3 separate regions of the Mus musculus genome follow, and regions 1 and 3 are each linked to region 2. Evidence: chromatin contacts called from public ChIA-PET and Hi-C data. All regions are on one chromosome and are shown on one strand. Each heading gives the region's core, a stretch centred on a gene start, on an enhancer-like site or on the middle of the called end of the contact. The rest is flanking DNA. Distances are from core to core; before and after follow the strand shown. Region 1 has its middle 14 kb from the start of Gm35388. Region 2 has its middle 14 kb from the start of Gm35218. Region 3 has its middle 14 kb from the start of Gm35388.

Evidence for each region. A called contact is a pair of places that touch in the nucleus more often than the background predicts. ChIA-PET counts read pairs in DNA pulled down with a chosen protein or histone mark.
Region 1: a Hi-C map of Th1 cells shows a contact between it and region 2, with 5 times the contacts expected there. The contact joins two enhancer-like sites. A contact is called at or near these places in 7 of 484 Hi-C or Micro-C datasets (CD8 T cells, Th1 cells, Th2 cells and 4 more) and 2 of 115 datasets of contacts at active chromatin or transcription factors (CD8 T cells and memory CD8 T cells).
Region 3: an RNA polymerase II ChIA-PET map of memory CD8 T cells shows a contact between it and region 2, with 59 read pairs. The contact joins two enhancer-like sites. A contact is called at or near these places in 1 of 39 promoter capture datasets (stem cell-derived epiblast-like cells), 1 of 484 Hi-C or Micro-C datasets (cortical neurons) and 2 of 115 datasets of contacts at active chromatin or transcription factors (bone marrow-derived macrophages and memory CD8 T cells).

Annotation. Positions count from the first base shown.
Region 1 is chr14:73,086,665-73,091,206 of GRCm38.p6, reverse strand. No RefSeq gene overlaps it. Among named protein-coding and RNA genes, the nearest start is that of Gm35388, 14 kb to the left of the region's middle. Within about 2 kb of position 3,291, at least 35 of the 459 cell types and tissues checked have an H3K27ac peak or open chromatin away from gene starts, as enhancers often do. A contact at or near this core is called in CD8 T cells, Th1 cells, Th2 cells and 2 more, where this site is marked.
Region 2 is chr14:72,819,104-72,823,445 of GRCm38.p6, reverse strand. No RefSeq gene overlaps it. Among named protein-coding and RNA genes, the nearest start is that of Gm35218, 14 kb to the right of the region's middle. Within about 2 kb of position 1,400, at least 66 of the 459 cell types and tissues checked have an H3K27ac peak or open chromatin away from gene starts, as enhancers often do. A contact at or near this core is called in CD8 T cells, Th1 cells, Th2 cells and 3 more, where this site is marked.
Region 3 is chr14:73,114,407-73,118,890 of GRCm38.p6, reverse strand. No RefSeq gene overlaps it. Among named protein-coding and RNA genes, the nearest start is that of Gm35388, 14 kb to the right of the region's middle. Within about 2 kb of position 1,745, at least 152 of the 459 cell types and tissues checked have an H3K27ac peak or open chromatin away from gene starts, as enhancers often do. A contact at or near this core is called in bone marrow-derived macrophages and memory CD8 T cells, where this site is marked.

The DNA of each region.
Region 1 (4,542 bases), core at 2,042-4,541, 270 kb before region 2:
CTTGAAGTTCCACTTTCCCAAAGGCTGTGCAGTGGGTGAGGAGCCTTTTTCCTGAGTGTAACTTCCTGAGATAGGCTCTCTGGACTGCTGTGTCCTCTAGGATTATAGCTATCTTGGTTTGGGTTTCATTGCTGTCAAGCGTCACCATGACCACGGCAACTCTAATAAAGGCAAACATTTTATTGGGGCTGGCTTACACTTTCAGAGGTTTAGTCTGTTATCATGGTGGGAAACATGACAGCATGCAGGCAGACATGGTGCTGGAGAGGGAGTTGAGAGTTCTACATCAGGATCCACAGGCAGCAGGGAGAGAGAGTGACACTAGGCCTGGCTTGAGTTTCTGAAACCTCAAAACTCATCTCCTGTGATACATTCACACCAGCAAGGCCACACCTCTATGAGTCTATGAGGGTCTTTTTCATTCAAACCACCACTGAATTAAGTGCATCACCATGGAAAGATGCTTTTCTGACCAAGGTTGACAGCAGCAATCAGTGGGTATACATACATTTACATGCTTAGAAGGTGTTTTAACAACATGACCATTTAGTGTAACAGCCTGAATAGATTCTTTCCTGGGTTCTATGACCTCCCAAGCCATGGAGTTTTGACCAGGTTTACAGAACTAGATGCAAATTGTCTCCTGGGGATTAGGTCTCAGGTCCCATCAGAATGCAGCTGGTTACCTGCATAGCAGTGGTTATGGTTTGTTAGAGCAGAAAAAAAAATACCGATTAATATCAGCAGCAGAAAAGAGGGAAGGGCCACTACCTTCCAATTCTTTCTTTAGCGAAGAAATGTGGGTGAGGCTTAATTCTCCCCACAACAATGTGTAAACGACATGGAAAGTATTGCCAAGAGGGAAGTTCACCTGAGCCATGGTCTCCAGATTTTCTTTAAAACGATATTTTATTTTTAATTGTGTGTCTATGTGTGAGTATGTGCACATGAGTACAGCACCCCTGGAAGCCATAAGAGGACATCACATCTCATGGAGCTGGAGTTACAAGTGGTTGTGTGCTGACTAATGTGGGTGCTGGGAACTGAACTTGGGTCCTCTGTATGAGCAGTAAGTGCTTGTAACCACTGAACCATTTCTCTAGCACACAGATCTTGTTTTTAAGGTAGGGAGTGTTCGGACATGGCACACTGCTAATATGATTGCCCTTACTCAGCCCCTGCAGACACCATGGTTAACCTCATGGTCCAAGGCTCTAAGAATCAATCCCAGTCTTAGCATCAAGTATCTGTGGGCCCTAGGCTCCCGGGGAAACAGACACTTTTCAGGCACAGTATACCAAAATTGTATTGTTAGCTCCCAGGAGCAGAAAAGGGCCATACATTTTTTTTCTGAGCTGTCCAGGGCTTGACAACCCAGACTTACTGAGTTACTTCCTACTGTATAGCACTCCGTAACATTCTCACAGTTAAAGAGGATTTTGACATTATGGGTGGGTGCAGCATACAACTCCTAAACACTATCCTTCTATCCTTATAAATGCAATGTGTTCCTGGAAGCTCTGATGCAGGGTGTGACAATTCTCAGGACTGCTTCAACTTAGAGTAACAGTGCATTAGGACAGCCACCCACATACTTTCCTAGGAAGGTTATAATGGGGCATCTATGAGAGAGACTTTTACATTCCATTTGAATCTAGGTCAATTAAGGGAAACCAGACTTTTCTCTCAGGGAAAGATGACATGGGAAGAAGCACTTGTCCCCAGGCCAGTGACACTCCAGAGTGGCTTGTCCTACTCTCCTGGGAGAACCAGGGGAGGCTATGTGTACTTAGAATGTTGCACTCAGAGCGGAGTCTGAGTTCTGGGTTTCCCACCTTCTTAGTGGCTACAGTGGGTTGTATGGCCCCATGACATGCCCGAGTCCTTATCCTAAGAATATGACCTTATTAGGTAAATAGGGTCTTTGGAGATGTAAGGAGGTTGTGGGGTCAGACGGTTGTCCTCATTCGTTTTCTCTTGATGTGGTAAAACACTGAACAAAATCAGCTTAGGCGTGGAAAGGAATTGTTTCATTTTACAAACTAAGCCATACTCCATCTCCGAGGGCAGGAGCCTGGAGGCAGGAACTGAAACACAGACCACAGAGGGGTGCTGCCTACTGGCTTGCTCTACATAGCTTGCACAGCCTGCTTTCTTATAGAACCCAGGACCACCAGCCCAGGGACAGCACCACTGACATCCATCATTAATCAAGAAAAGAAATAACCCATGGACATGCTCACAGGCCAATCTTATGGAGGGAGTTTTAAAATTGAGGTTCTTCTTCCCAAATGACACTAGCTATGTTGACAAAAAACAATCAACACAGATGTGACTAGCTTAGAGTTTTTTTTCTTTCTTTCTTTCTTTCTTTCTTTCTTTCTTTTTTTTTTTTTGCTATAAACTCAATGAGTAGTATCTTAATAAGCTAATAGAAGGCTGTGCTATACAGCAAGGTTGAGATTGGAACACAGGACACTGGGGATTGCTGGCTAGTGACTAGGAGAGATGCAAGGAGGGACTCTTTCAGGAGCTCCCAGAAACTTCCAGTCCTTGTAATGCATGGAAGACATTCGGTAAATATTTGTTAAATGAATGAGTGAAAGTGAATGAATGATTCTGTTGAGACAAAACTTTGATGCTAGGATCCAGGCTTTTGGAAACCAGGATCAGGTTTCCAGAATGGCAAGAGGATGAGCCTCTGTCTCTTTAAGCCAGGTTTGTGGGAATTTACCCTGGTAGACACAGTGACCTAGTTTCACTTTCTGAAAATAAGTTTTTGATAGTTTTCTTATCTATATCTTTGTGACACTCATCTCTTGAGTGAATGAAATGAGATACTGTGTATAGAAGAGTAAGAGGCCTTCTCACTTGCAATTTCTGTCTCTTTAGTTTTCTTTTATGTATGTATGTACATATGTACGTATGCATGCATGCATGCAGGTGTGTGTGTGTGTGTGCATGTACATGCATATGTGCACACTCATGTACATGCCCGTGTGCTTGCCCACACAGGTGACTGAAGAAGCCAGAGTTTGATGATGTTTGGGCATTTTTCTCAATTGCTTCTATACCTGACAAAGAGATGGGGGTCTCTCACTGAACCTGGAGCTCACTGTTTTGACGAGACTGGCTGGCCAGTGAGCCCCTGGAACCTGCCTGTGCTGGGGTGCGCTGCTGTTGTCAGCTTTTACGTGGACAATGGCAATCCAAACTCAGATCCTAACCACTGAGCCACCTCCAACCTCCCCTCTAGACATTTTCAAGTGGGTTCTTACTTCTTCTAGAGACTCCAGGATGTGGTTTGTATTTCACCGATGTTATAGCCACAAACTTACTGGAAGGTGCCCTGCAGAGAAATGAATTATGATTTCATTGCAAAGTCAAAAAAAGAAAAGAGAAAGCCGTGTGGGGGCAAATGTCAGCACCCAGGTTCTGCTTTAAGAAATACATGTGCCTCTGCAGTAAGGGTAGACACTGCCAAGTGACTTCATTGGTATCTAGAAAGCTAAGTCCCTATGATAAGATTGAACCAACCTGTGAATAGATAGTGGTGGTGCAGTATGTGATGGTGAACTCGATCTGGCTTTTATTTCCTCTGGGTCTTCTTATGTTTGTGTGGTGCAATCACACAGATTTCCAGAGGCTACTGAGAGGCAAGGAAGGGAGGTCAGTAGTTACAAATAGTTACAAATTGTAACACATAGTTACAAACTGAGAGAAGATTGTTGCCTGCGGAAGGCAGAAATGTATCACTCATTGTTGTAACACTGTTACTCCATAAGGTCACCACATTGCTACATCATTACTTATCCACAAGACTGGAAGGGCAGCTCCTGGCTCAGTGTGTGTGGCCCCAGACCATTTGTTTCTGTCAATACACACACACACACACACACACACACACACACACACACACACACACACACACACACGCACACACGCACACGCACACATTCATATAACACATATGAGAGAAATCTGCAACCTACTCCTTCAGGATATTCAAATCCTTTAGTGATTGCAAAGAAGAGGAGAAATAATTTATCAGGCACTTGGGCTGTGCCAAGGGCAGTGTCAGCTGAATTTATATACCTTTTCTAATTTAAGCCCCATCTAATTGACTTGGGAAAATCCCAACTTAAATTGGATTTGGGGGAATATGGCCTGGAAATAAATTGACCATGGAATTAAAACTTCAGAAGCCATGGGGAGGAGAATTGTTTTCCCCTAAAAGATGCCTGTTGTTAAGAATCCACTTTTACCTGGACAGAACCCTTTCCATTCATTCTCATCTATCCAGTCAACAGATATTTACTGTGTGCCTTCTATTGGCTCTCTTTAATGGTCAAAGAAAGGAATTTCTACTTCGTACAGGTTATGTTTCAGCTTTGTGGAAATAACTAAATGATCAATGAGCCGCTTGTTCTATGACTGGGCATTAATGTGTGTGAAAACTAGAGCCCAATAAAGAACTTTGGTAGTGAAAAGAGTGGTTGATTGTGACTTTAGGAAGCTCATCAAAGTATTCCTCACCCAGAA
Region 2 (4,342 bases), core at 151-2,650:
TGATTCAGAGGGCCTTGTTCTCCTGGGGTCCTCCATCCCCTCTGGCTCCTACACTCGTTCCTCCTCCTCTTTTCTTCCTCCTCTACTACAGGGTTCCCAGAGTTCTGAGGGGAGGGATTTGATAGAGACAACCCTTGTACTGCAGAATGTTCCAAGGTCTCTGTGTGTAATGTCTGGCTGTAGGTCTTTGGTATTTGTTCCCATCTGTTCTAGAAGGAAGCTTCTGTGATGACACCTGAACGAAAACATTGATCTATGACTATAACAGAATATCATCAGGAGTCATTTTATCACTAATTAACACACACACACACACACACACACACAAATATATGTGATTTTTTTACCCAAGGTTTCTGAGCTATGTAGTCTCTGTACTTGTTCATCCAAGTAGTGTCTACACTGCTACATGAGTCAGCACCAGGTCCTGTGTGTATGTGTGTTTTATAGGTTACACCTTGTGGAATTGTCCTTAAGTCAAATAATACATAGGTTGGTTATTCCCCAAAACTTGGGGTCACTTTTGCTCTAGCATGTTTTGCAGGCAATAGCAATGTAGATCAAAGGGTTTGTTGAATAGATTTTTGTAACCAAATTGACCAGTACCCAGCTCTGATTCTCTTTGAGAGTATTAGGCCAGGCTTGATACTTACCAGAAGTTTAGAAACTCATGACAGACCATGACAAAACAGAATCACATGTGGCAATGAGTATCCCCACCCTAGCCCATCCCCACTTTTAATAACCTAAAATTACCATTAGACACAGTAACCACTATGCTTAACAAAGTCCAGTGAATTTTGTTGACAGCTCTCAACTCAGTTGAGGCTGAGCCTGCTTTGTGGTCTCCCTTCAGTAATCTACTCATAGCTTTAATAACTCAGGATGTTGTTTTCGAATTTCTTAAGTAAGCTGTGTTACTACAATGTCACAGTCCCCACACAGTCCTGGAAGTGATTCATTTTCTTGTTAACTTGTGCTATATATACTCTAGAAAAATGAGTTGGCATTTCTAAGAATACCTGATAGAGAACACGAGTCTTTCCCTTCCTGTCATCTGAACCCTTTGAAGTCACAGGCAGTGCAATGTGTAGGCAGCTAACATACACACTCAAACTCACAGGACCCGGCAGGACAGGGCTTTACTGTTTGTTTTCCTGGTATTAAATTGTGTCTCAACTCTGAGGAAATTTTATGTATAAACAAATAACACTAGCTAGAAAATTTCATCATGCTGATTATTAAAGGCCTTTAAATAACAACTAAAACAAAGACCGATCTTTGTCTCCCAGAAGGTTTGTTTCTTTTGTTCCCTTGACTGAAAACTCGACCAGATATGAAACCAAGCAGGACTCCACTAAGATTCATTCTCTCATTTCCTGGTTCTAGATACACACAGGAAAGATGAAGGGGAGCAGGAGAGAGAGTGGCTGTCTTCTAAATTCATCTCTGTAAGTGAGCTAAGATGAATAAAACGGGCCACACACACAAAGGTGCTGTGTACATACGGATGCTCCTTCGGGAAATTGGAGTTGTGGAAAAGTTAAGGTTTTGTTACGAGGCCCTTGCTGTATGCCTTGAGATCAGCTCAGGTTTGCTGAAATGAGGCTTCGTAGTTAAAACAACAGAGTTCTCCAGATGCATCTCTCAGAACAGAAAAAAAAAAGAAAGAAAGAAAAGAAACAGGAAGTGATCAGGAAGCGTCAGAACAACAAAAATAGATTTTACGAAACGTGTTCACTTGCCTCGGTAGCACACCTGGACTCCTGCAATGCTTGCACAGACCTTTATTTCTTACTGTATTCAAGAGAGGTTAATGACTCTTCTCAGAGAGATTAGAAGAAAGGAAAGCTAGAAGATGCGTGGCTGAGGGGAGTGCTAGCAATCTTCAAAGGGGAAGGCCAGCAATCCAGCATGGAGAGGAAACGTTACATTTGATTTGATGAGAAAGCATACATTTGAAGATTTCCACTCAGGACATAGATGTTTAGCTTCCCCTTTCTTTAACAGGGAGTGTGTGTGTATAGGGTGTTTGGGTGTAGCATACGTGCATATGATATGTGTGTGAGAGTGCGCATGCCCCTGTGTGGCCGGCCCTGTGTGGACACTGGGGTTTCTTCTTTTGTACTCCATCTTGTTTTTTGAGGCAGGGTTGCTCACTGAACCTGAAGCTTATTATTATTTTATTGAGGCTGGCCAGAGGATCTGCCTGTCCTCACCTCCCAAGCATGGTGTTACAGCATACCCAACCATGCCCCCCCTTTTTATGTAGGCAATAGGGATTTGAACTCAAGTCCTGATGCTTTCAACAACTTCTACCCACTAAGCTATCTCCCTGGTTTCTTGTGCTTTCCCCCATTTTAGCAAAGAGTTGTCACTGAAAAGTGAGTGCCGAGCCAAGGTCTGTATTTCTATCCACCCACCTTCACAGGCACCCTTTGTAATTTGTTGTGCCTGTATGATTAAACCTTAGCCAAAGGAAGTTTTAGTTCACCAGCCCGAGGCTCCATAACAATCCATGCACTTTATTCCTCTGCTTCCTGGATGTCAACATTCAGGAGCAGCCTTGCAAGCTTGATATTAAAAATGGCAGTGCCACCATTAGACTGAATCCCTGAACAACATACACATGTATTCCTACCACTGCCCCTATTTGACATACAACTGCACTAATGCTATTATGTGAACATAAAATAAACCTCTATTACATTAAGTCTAAAATGACTAAGGCAAAATGAGGCCTGTGCTTTAAATGATAAACTGCGTACAGATCTTGTGTTTAAGTAGGGTGAAGGGCACAGTGGCCCTAGACCCCCATAGCAGGCATTTTGGAGCATCATGGAAATTCAGTTTTCAAGTTTCTGTTTTGAATAAGGATAACCCAAGGGAAGACGTACAGATCGTGGTGGGGTGATGCTTTCAAGCGTGGTTATCTTAGGATAGCCTCATCCCCTAGGGAGCTCCTGACTTTAGTTAGTTGGAAACGTCATCTTGTTCTCTAAAAGTGTCAGATAAGAGAACCTTCAGGAGTCATGCCTGTTGATTTTGCACCTTTACAGACTCCTTGATCTCTGGAACTCCTGAGCGACGCTAGAGTCACCAGACAATGAATGGGCACCTGCCGTACACCCAAAGCCACAATCAAGAAATACCAGCTATGACAGGAGACTCGAAAGCTGCACTTGGGCTCAGCTAGGAGACCGGCTGTATTCCTCTTCATGGCTGATGCTAACCACCCTACATGGCTGTGTCCCAGCTCACTTCCTGCTTTCAGTGGCCTGTGGTACCAATGTGTGGCCCTCCTAAACAGCAACCCGTTCTTCAGATTGGGTGTTCTACAAGTGTGACTCCACGGCAGCAACATCTGTTTCACTCAGAGGAGCTGTCAGAGATGTGTGATCTCAGGCTCCAACCCCACGATAGAGAATCAGAAACTCTGGAGTCTGGGTAGGGCCCAGCAAACCCTGTTGTACCAATTCTCCAGGTGTCACTTTCCCATCCAGAGTTTAAGAATCACTGTTCCAAACCACCCACACTGTAGTGATTGGAATGAGAACGGGCCCCATAGGCTTATATGTTTGAATCTTTGGCGACTATATGATAGAACTGTTTGGGAATGGTGAAGAGGTGTAGTCTTGTTGGAGGAGGTGTGTCAGAGGCCTCCTATCATCTCACAGCACTCTGTCTCCTGCTTGTGAGATGAACACGCTTAGCTGCTGTTCCAGCTGCCATGTCTGCTCCTTCCTGTCCTAAGATGATGATGATGAGGAGGAGGAGGATGATGATGGATTCTTAACCCTTTAAAGCCCTAAGTCCCAAATAAATCCTTTATTACATATATTTAAATGTTTTTTAATTCCGAATATTGCCTTGGTTATGTGGTAACGACAATAGGAAAGTAACTAGGACATTGAATGATGGCAACCCAAGGGAACTGAAAGACTAGGGACCATCCCACGACTGAACCTGCTTCTCGCCTAGTAGCAAATCATACTTGTTTTTTAAATCTACAATATTCAATATTGGACTAATAACTGGAAAGGTCCAACTTCAGCTAAGATATGTTACAACTGTCAAGAGAAGAAAAGAAAAGAAGAGAAGAGAAGAAGAGAAAAGAAAAGAAAAGAAAAGAAAAGAAAAGAAAAGAAAGGAAAAGAAAAGAAACGAAACGAAACAAAACTAGAACCACAGCTTGGCTCCTGCTTTCACTCATCATGCCTATGGTGTGCAATGTAGGTAAATGTGGATGGCCCAATAGACAGGCTCATATACAGAACGAGAGTGGTCCTTAGAGTAGGTTTCTCTGGCATGCGTATAACAGCCTGGGCTCCCCTCTCACTTG
Region 3 (4,484 bases), core at 496-2,995, 300 kb before region 2:
AACTGGCAGAATCTCCTTAAGTAAGTAAGTGTTTACCACAGCTCAAAGTTTGAGGGTACCTGTCCTTCTCTCCGTGGTACCGTGGTGGGAGGAGCATGAGGCAGCCCCTCCCACATCGCTTCTGCAGTTAGGAAGCAAAGAGGAGAGAATTCCTGTCTCTCAGACCGCCTTCTCCTTTATTCAATCTGGGACCTGAGCCAATTAAACAGTACCACTCAGTGGGGCTGGGTCCTCCCTCTTCAGTCAACCTGTTCTGGAAACATCCTCATAGACATGTCTAGTGGTAGGTGGTTCTAAGTCCAGCTGAAATGACAATGAAGATTAATCACCACAGAGTGGACGAACGAGTAAATGAACAGACGGTAGATGGTCATATGAGGTGATCCATAAGAGAGAATTCAGATACATGGCATCGGTGGATTCTAGAACTACATAATGAGGCTGTGATTTAGCAACTACAATGGATTTATACACAAAGGTCTCTCAGCTAGAGATGCGTGTCATCATGGCTGGCTTACCAAAAGGGCACAGGCCTCTCCAGATGTGGCTCCCTGATTTTCGATTTGCAGCGCCCAGAACTGAAAAACCTAGATGAATCCTCTCTTTTCAAATCAAATTCATGGGTGTTCATACCAACAGAAAACAGCCTGAAGGGAGGAGGTTAGGGTGGAGTGACATGGAGTGAACACATGACTGGCCTTTGCTGATTCTGAAATGCAGGCAAGAAAACACACTATCTTCCAGGGCTTTCTGGCCCTGCAGACACCTTGATTTTAGCCTATGAACTCCAATATGCCCTCATTTCACAAAAGAGGACAAGAGCCCCAAGACTCACTCTGACTCTGCCCTAATTCATACAAGTTGGTGACCTATCTCAAATCCATCAGGACAGTGAAGACTAGGGGTTCATAAATGCAGCGTTCGGATTTGTGAAGTCTGGGCTGGGATCTGGCTCCCTGCTTTTCCAACGTGCTGGCAGACAAAGCCTGGAGCCCAGGGTTCAGATTCCTGCTTCCATCTTGGGATCTGACAATCTAGAAAAGCCAGGGACATCTGATGGGATTCCACAAGGAGGCAGTAGGGATCCAATGTGTGTAAGTCTTTGGAGAATGGGATTTATTGTCTCACAGGACAAGGCAAGATAATAAAGGCATAATTCTCTATGTTTCCTGTGAGGCAGATATCACCAAAATGGGATAGGTTTCTTGTGCTTCAGGCTGCCCTGTAACCTGCTCTGTATCCAGGTGGCCTTGAATTTATATTCCTGCTGTTTCAGCCTCCCAGGCTATGGAACGTCAGACCAGCACCATCATGGCCAGGCGGCTATGTGATTAATATTTGTAGCTGAAAAGGCATCTTAAACTTGCCAGCATATGTCTGCCATTGCATACAGCACAGAGATCAAAACACCATGGTTCTTTATTTTCAACTTTGAGAGAGAGAGAGAGAGAGAGAGAGAGAGAGAGAGAGAGAGAGAGAGAGAGAGATTAATGTGATTGTGGGAGAAAACATTAGTCTTTAATTTCAACCCCAAGTTTTATGTATTTCCTTTTAGAAAAAAATAATAATGCGCTTATCTTTGAGAAACGTCTCTGAAATCTTGACAATGCGGGGGCTCCTGGGTGACCCCGCCTCTCCTCTGGCCTCAAAACTCCTCCTTCGGGCGCTGCAAACTCAGAACCAGGATGCCGCCTGCCCACCAACTGCAGCTGTGGTTTCCTCAGTCTTTGTTTTGGAAAAAAAAATATGCTGCCCTACTTCTCTGTCCTTGTAGAACGTACATCTGTTTCTGGCTACCAGAGCCACCTGCAGGCTAAGAGTCTTCTGGTTTCATTTTTGAAGCAGCTCCCTGGCACGCAAGTGAGGAGTATCAGTGCTCAGACACATGACTGCAGGAAGGGAGCAAATGCTGGACTGTTCTCTGTGACTCTACCTTTTAAAAAGCTTTTCTCTGCTCCCATCTCCCCTTCCTTCTCCCTCTATCTGTCTTCCCTTCTCTCCCTCTTTCCCTCATCTCTCTCAATTTATTTTCATTTTAGACAGGGTTTCCTTTATGGCCCAGACTGGCCTTAAGCTTTCTTTTTGTAAAAAACAAAAAAAAAATTGGTTATTTTACTTATATACATTTCAAATGTTATCCCCCTTCCTGGTTTCCCCTCTGTAAACCCCCCTATCCCCTCCCCGTCCCCCTGTTTCTATGAGGGTGCTCACCCACCCACTCCCACTTCATCACCCTAGCATCCCCTTATGCTAGGGCATTAAGCCTGCACAGGACCAAGGGCTTCCCCTCCCATCGATGTAAGATAAGGCCTTCCTCTGCTACTTATGCAGCTGGAGCCATGAGCCCCATCATGTGTATTCTTTGGTTGGTGGTTTAGTCCCTGGGAGATCTTGGGGGCTGGGGGGGGTGTCTGGTTGGTTAATATTGTTGTTCTTCCTATGGGGCTGCAAACCCCTTCAGCTCCTTCAGTCCTTCCCCTAATCCTCCATTGGGGTCTCCGTGCTTAGTCTGATGGTTGGCTGCAAACATCTGCTCTGGCAGAGCCTCTCAGGAGACATCCTGCCCCAGCCTCCTAAGTGCTGAGATTATAGGCATTTATGCAACTATGTCTCTCTTGTAGTGGCTCAAATATGGTCCCCAGCCCCAACGGTGTTTATATAGAAGGGATTTTTAAAGTATTTTCTTTTCTTCATGTGTATGCATAGATGTGTGTGTGTGCGTGTGCGTGTGCGTGTGCGTGTGTGTGTGCGTGTGCGTGTGTGTGTGTGTGTGTGTGTGTGTGTGGCAGGTACAAGTTTATGTGCATGCATGCATGTGAAGACCAGAAAACCTGTCACGCTTCCACTAGTTCTCAGGCAGCTGCTCACCTTAGGTTTATTTTAAATTTTAAATTTTTTAAAATTTTTGCCGTTTTTGTTATTATTTTGTTTTGTTTTTGAGACAGGTTTCTCTGTATAGCTCTGGTTGTCCCGAAACTCATCTGTAGATCAGCCTGGCTTGGAACTCAGAGATCCACCTACCTCTGCCTTCCAAATGCTGGGATTAAGGGTGTGTGCCAACCATACCCAACTCACCTTATTTTGCTTTTGTTTCCTTTCTCTTTAAAAATGACATAAGGTCTCTCACTGGCCAGGAACTTAACAAGTCCTTCAGGCTGGCTAGCCAACAAACCCCTGGAATGTGTCCATTTCTTCCTTCCCATGGCTGGGATTAAACCCACACCATCATGCACTGGAGTTTTACGTGGGTCCTGGGGAGGGAGGTTGATTGAACTCAGATTCTCATGTTTGCAAGGCAAGCACTTTATCAACTGAACTATCTTTGCAGCCCTAAAGCATTTCTAAGATAACTTTTCTGCAAACTCCCTCAGCTCTGGTGTTTGCCTGTAAAGGTCATGATGATGCTGTTGGTAGACAACAAGTGGATGAGCTGTCTGGATCAGCGACAGCAGCACTGGGGTATCTTAGAAAGGACGAGGAAAACATTGTGCTAGGTTCTGCAGAGAAACTTCCCTTTGCTCCCAGTCAAGGTTCAGTGGCCATGCCTGAATGCTGGACCATTTGGCTTGAGGACTGTGGATGGTGGAAGAACTTAGTTAGCATTGTGGGTATCTTTTAGTTATTAGTCTGGGAGAGTGAAAAACCACAGCTCGGGTGTGAGACAGCCCTTGCTGGTGGTGCAACCATGTTCAGGACCCTGTACTTCTGAGTTTCTGCACCACAGTGTTCTGTCCCTATCTGTAAAATCTGAATAAAAATATCCGCCCTCAGGGCTGGTGAGATGGCTCAGTGGTTAAGAGCACTGACTGCTCTTCCGAAGGCCCTGAGTTCAAATCCCAGCAACCACATGGTGGCTCACAACCATCTGTAATGAGATCTGACTCCCTCTTCTGGTGTGTCTGAAGACAGCTATAGTGTAGATACATATAACAATAAATAAATTAAAAAAAGATATCCGCTCTCATGATTTCTGCGAAGACTGAAAGAAATAGTTCAATGGACACAAAGAAAGCCCCTAAAATATTCCTTCCTCCAAGAACTAGAGCAAGCAGGCTTTTCATGGCTAGCCTCCGTGGCTATGAGATATAGTATGTCTCACATTGGTTTGCCTATTGTTCTATTATCTGCCAGTAATGTTGACTTTATATTCTCCCAGTGACAGAAAAGGGCTACAAAATGCAAATTGTAGCAGTCCAATCATGTTGTAAGTTGCAGGATTTGTGCTTACGCACAAATATAGAAGAGGTGGCTGTGCTTAGCAAGACATAATCATCAGGCTCCAGAGATGGTTGGCTCAGGGGGAGTCCTAGTTAGGACTTCTGTTGCTGTGATGGAACACCATGGCTGAAAGCAAGCTGAGGAGGAAAGGGCTCATTTGGCTCCCACTTCTACATGGTACTCTCTGAAGGAAGTTAGGACAGGAGCTCAAACAGGTCAGGATTCTGTAGGCAGGAGCTGATGCAGAGGCCATGGAGGGATGCTGC